2 separate regions of the Triticum aestivum genome follow, and region 1 is linked to region 2. Evidence: chromatin contacts called from public Hi-C data. All regions are on one chromosome and are shown on one strand. Each heading gives the region's core, a stretch centred on a gene start, on an enhancer-like site or on the middle of the called end of the contact. The rest is flanking DNA. Distances are from core to core; before and after follow the strand shown. Region 1 holds the start of LOC123142246 (type I inositol polyphosphate 5-phosphatase 1). Region 2 holds the start of LOC123142207.

Region 1 (2,700 bases), core at 92-2,591, 570 kb after region 2:
GTGCTGGCGGACAGGCCCTTTCCTCGAGACAGGCTCCGGTTGGGCGACAGGGATGGAATCCAGATTGGTTAGCTGGAGTTCGATGCTTTGAGTTCCCTTGTTTGGTAATATCATCCACTGGGGTTTGATGCCCGCTGGACTTCTGTCTCTTGGTCTTATCTGGCTAGGCGTGGAGACATACTGGTAGTTGCTTCTCTGGAAAAAATAGGTTATCCTTAGTTGGGTTTTGGCTTGCCTGTGTCATCAGGTTTTTGCCCCATGGCAGATGGTCCGCTCGAGGATCATCACGCGGTGGGTTTCCTGATGATGCACCAGCTCGCTCCTCCCCCTTTCAGGCTCATTATGCTTTTGCAGTTAGTTGTAGCCTTCGGGTTAGTCCCATTTAGTTCGAGTTATCATTCTGGTACTTTGAGCAAAAATGTTGGAATCTCAGACTGATGTATTTCCGTTGATTGCAAAAATTAATGGAAAGGGGTGTGAGCCCGGTTGTAAAAAAAAAAAAAATACCCGTACGGAACTGAACTGGGGACGCTCATGAATCATGAACTCAGACGAGAAAGCGAGCAATGAACAATTGAGCTGGGAAGGCTCGCCAATCATCCATTGTGAGGCTATCGGCGTTGCAAATTCGCAATGTGGTGGTCTGCATTTCTGTAAGCACAAAAAATCCCCCTCCAAAGGGATCGAAGCAGAGCGGCTCGTGCGCAGGAAATGGGGGAATGGATCACCGAAGAGAGGAGATGGGCGGACCTTGGTGGCCGGGCTCCTCGTCGTCGGTCTCGGCCTCGGCCTCGAACTCGTCGGCGCTGAAGTCGGAGTCGCCGGACCCGGCGCCGACGTTGAGCCACTTGCGCAGCACCACCCTGCGCCACAGCCGCTCCGCGTCGCCGCAGTCCGCGCCGCAGCACAGCAGCGCCGCCTCCGCCCAGCTCCGCATCACCCCCTTCGAAGCACAAGCAAGCAAGAAGCCACCGATTTCATCAGCAATCTACCACAAGCTAGTAATTCCCAAGCTCAAATCGCCAAGAACCAGTACCTGCTCCCGCTGACTCCCGCCGTCGCTCCGAGCACCTGCGTCCTCCTTATCCTGCTCATCTTGACAAGGTGGGAGCAACGGAGCCGCCGGGGAGGAGGAGGACGCCATTGCCGTTCTGTGCGGGCTCGTCGTGACTTGTCCGCGGGGTCATCTGGGTTTTGAAGCGGGGCGCCCCGACGACAGCCGTATCTGTGGCGGAAGTGTTCGTGGGGCAATTGACTGCCGCATCGTCGGCGGCGATGACGGACGGATGGATGGATGGATGGTTAAGACAGCGAGGAGTGCCGGCGACCCGTTCGGCTCGTCGCCCGCCGTCTCTTTCTTAAACTGTTTTGCCTTGCTCCTAACCGTATCATCATTATCTTATCTCAATAACGACATCGTTTATTTTATTTTTCTTCCACGAACTGGTTTTGAGTATTTTTCCAGCATTTTTTTTTTGCCGCCATGTGCATTTCATTCAGGAAGGAACACTTTGTTGCTGGGTATTTCTGTAATATTTGTCGTCAATTTTTTTTTTCATGCCCACGTGTCGTGCGATGCAGAAACGCGGCGTAATTTAAAGAAAAAAAGAGTACATGAAAGGCTCAGTTTTGCAGTTGCTGAACTGTAGTGCAATATAGTAAACTTATTTTATAATAATTTGTTATGAAAAAGAAGTCGTGAGACAGTGATCTGGTTAGCTAAACAGAACAATTGACAGAAAACTGGATTGCCATAATCCACCTCAATCAGCCGTAACTAACCTAACTGCCTAAGCACATTATTCTACAGCAGTAGTGTGCTGGATTTGGCCCAATCATGTGAATTAGTTGTGATTTCCAATGAGTTCCAATAAAAGGAAAATCACAAAGAGATCCTCAATGATTCGGCGACATGTCCCGGGCATATCCCTCCAACCTGATGATTAAACTCGAAGGAAAATACTACTACGTGTACCTGGGCTTTGGTACGGGATGAAATCGTGCAGGAAGCGAGTGCGCGACGCATGTTTATTTTCATATTCAGGGGATGACTAACCGGCCTCTTGGCATGGTTGAGGGTCATTTTTGTGTATGTATACTATGCTGTTGCGCTGACTATTAGCTTGAATTTTTCATACATGGAAGAAATAGTGGTGGAAACAATGCTTCAACCAGTTAATGATCATCTTCTTCTGCACCAGCAGATGGTGGGCAACCAATAACGATAGCTGATAATGGCTATAGTTAAGTCATCTCGATATGATTAACTAATTAGAACAGTCCAAGATCAAGATGAAAGCAGCCGTTGCCTAATGCCAATAATCAAACCGCTTCTCCCGATTACTTCTTCTGATCATCATCACAGGCCTGAACCGTTCCGAGCCAATAAGCAAGCAATTTGAAAGAAATTATAAAAGGGAATTAGGAAACAGACAGAGGTCGGCAAGAGGCATGGCCACACGCAACGGGGTCGCCGTGGCGAGTGGACAAGGTGATGTTGAGCTGGATCGGATCCCTTTGCAGATACTACCAACGCTTATCAGCTGGACTTTTCTTTTTCTTCTCCACAATAAAACGTGCAAGCATGGACCAACCAGCGCTAATTTTCCCTTCATCAGCAGAGACTATCAAACCAGCGAAAAACAGGCATCATAAACCATCTACTCCCTCCGTCCGGAAATACTTGTCCCAGAAATGGAT
Region 2 (2,700 bases), core at 38-2,537:
TCCAGTGTCATTTGAGTATCAAATTAGCTACAGAAGTAGTCCATAGAGTTTTTGCTTATCCCCATTCCCCCACTTGTGGGTTGAAGAGCTCCAAGCAAAAGCAATTGAGAAAGGGGGGTCGCCCTGTCTCAGTCCCCAGCGATGGAAGAAGGGAGTACCAGGAGCACAGTTTGAGGAAGAATCCGAGATGATGTCGAGGCGAGGGAGGTGTCGATGAGATCACTGCAGCACTGACTGAAGCCAACGTGGGCGAGGACTTCAAGAAGGTAATCCCAATTGACAGAGTCTGTCAAATGCTTTTGCATTATGTAGCTTTAGGAAGACGGGTTGCTTGTTTGCACGGTGATGTGCTGATGGCTCTGAATAATACGTATTCTGCACATACAGGAAGTTATCATAAATACACCCGAAAAAAGAAAAAAAACTGATGGAGATGTTCTGCATTTCAGGGGCAATAGGTTAGCAAGGAATTTTCCGGGGATCTTCTCAACACGGTGAGTAAGGCTAATGGGCATTGTCTTTCTTTGGCACAACACAAGCGCAGTGATGGCGGTGTTGAGCAGGTTCCAGGTTGTAGCGTTGAGAGCAGATAGCTGAGTGAGGGCATTCTGTAAATCCATCCTAATTGTGTGCCAACAAGGTTTGAAGGAAAGGCCAATGAAACTGTCAGGCCTTGTGAGCAGCAATATCTCTGATGGTGGCACGGGTGATGAAGATGACCAAGGTCAAGGTGAGCACGAGGAAGATTCAGATAATCCCAGTTTATGCTCCCTGCAGAGTTGTCCCTTGTGCCCAGAGCAGCCCCAGCGGAGAGTCGAAATGTTCCAAGAGAGCAGCGGATTTGTCCTTGTGACTAGATACAGGAATGTTCTTCTTGTCATCAAGGAAAGTTATGTGAAAATAATATGTGGTGTTAGCATCGAAACTACTCTACGGACGACTCTGCATGCACGATATTTGGACGATGGCTTTCTTGAACAGTGCAGATTTGTTAAACTAAACTATCCAACGGATGTTGTTGCCATCGTCCACAAATCGTGCACAAAGGTATCGTCTGTGTAGCACTGCTCTGTTAGCATCATCGGCTTTGATCCAGACCTGCAGATTAAGAGCCTGTGCCGTTCTGGTGAGCTTGAGTCGGTTGTACTCCTATGCTTTTCTGCTGTTGGTATGTAAGTATATGCAGTAGTAGCATTTATTTATTCTGCTTATTATGCAATCACCTCACCTCTCTTAATGGTTAGTACTAAGTTGTAAGCCTGTCATTTATATGCAGTGTTCTCAACTCCGGTACGTAACCGCCTTCCTTCCTTCCTTCAGAGAGGGAGAGAGAGAGAGAGAGAGGGAGCGTGTCGTCGGGAGGGCAGCGCCGCCTACTTGCATGCATAAATACACCAGCAAACCAACTAGAGAATTGGTTCGTCGTCCCCGGGCAACGGCGACTCCTCCACCCCAGCCTCCTCCCTATCCAGGTGCTCTCTCTCTCTCTCCCTCGCTCTCTCTCTCTCTCTCTCTCTCTCTCTCTCTCTGTCTCTCTTCTTCCTCTCCCTTCTCCCTCTCCCCCAACCTGACGTGCGATGCTCCTTGATGGCCAGGCCGGCGATGGATCGATTGAAGAGGCTGTGCAAGGTGCTCGGGTCCAACTACCAGGAGCGGCTGGATGAGCTGGGGATAGCGGCGGGGCACAAGGAGATGGACGAGAAAACAAGCAAGGCCCTCGAGCAAACAATCGGGGAACTCGAGAAAGCCAAGGAAGCCAGGTTCTCCGAGGTTCGTCCTGTTCCGCCGCGCGTGCATCCCCATATCATCCATCCCTCCTTCTCGTCTGCGTTCCTGCACTTGTTCCCCGCCCGTAGCTGCCTAGCTCTAGCTGTGATTTGGGAGTCTGGCTTGGAATTTGGGACTGGATGCCACGGGTTTGGAAATTGGGGTCGGATGCCATCGGTTTCGAATTTGGGGCTGCTGGATGCCGTGAGTTTCGAATTTGGGGCCGGATGCCACGGGTTTGGAAATTGGGGTCGGATGCTGTCGGTTTCGAATTTGGGGCTGCTGGATGCCGTGAGTTTCGAATTTGGGGCCGGATGCCACGGGTTTGGAAATTGGGGTCGGATGCTGTCGGTTTCCAATTTGGGGCTGGATGCCGCGGGTTTCGAATTTGGTGCTGGATGCCACGGGTTTCGAATTTGGGGCTGGATGCCGTGGGTTTCCAATTTGGATTCGGGTGCCATGGGTTTTTCAATTTGGAGTTTGGATGCCGTGGGTTTCGAATTTGGGGCTGGATGGATGGACGCCCGCCATCCATGGTTCCGTGTTCCTTCCACCTGCGATCGTCTTCTCTTGGATGGAGATGCGAGGGATGCCATGGGGGTTATGGTGGGTTTAAGAGCAACAGAGTGTGTATTCAGCGAGCGTTCACTCAATCATCTCCACGCGCGCCCCGTTCGTTCCTGTCCGTTAGATCAGATCCATCGCATACGGGTCCGGGGATCAACACTGCCACAGCAATAGGCCTTGGCTGGCGGCGGCAGGAGGGAGTAGTGCTGTACCGGATGGGGGCAGCGGCGAAGGCGGTAGCAGATTGGGGCGGCGGCAGTGGACAGCGGCGCGGTGACCAGCACAAGAGGGCGTGAGGGGCCGCGGGCGAGCTGCTGCTCCTCACGCCCTCTTCTGCTGGTCAACGGAGTGAGGGGCAGCGGAAAA

What was found. Hi-C and Micro-C count contacts between places; a contact is called where the count stands out from the background.
Region 1: a Hi-C map of leaf shows a contact between it and region 2, with 7 times the contacts expected there. The contact joins the promoter of LOC123142246 here to the promoter of LOC123142207 in region 2. A contact is called at or near these places in 2 of 5 Hi-C or Micro-C datasets (both in leaf).

Annotation. Positions count from the first base shown.
Region 1 is chr1B:611,467,690-611,470,389 of IWGSC CS RefSeq v2.1, forward strand. It overlaps LOC123142246 (type I inositol polyphosphate 5-phosphatase 1), which reads right to left and starts at 1,342. Exons shown (of 10, transcript XM_044561237.1): 1 at 1,037-1,342; 2 at 751-943. The coding sequence starts at 1,144.
Region 2 is chr1B:610,900,934-610,903,633 of IWGSC CS RefSeq v2.1, forward strand. LOC123142207 reads left to right here and starts at 1,288. Exons shown (of 7, transcript XM_044561206.1): 1 at 1,288-1,472; 2 at 1,596-1,770. The coding sequence starts at 1,603.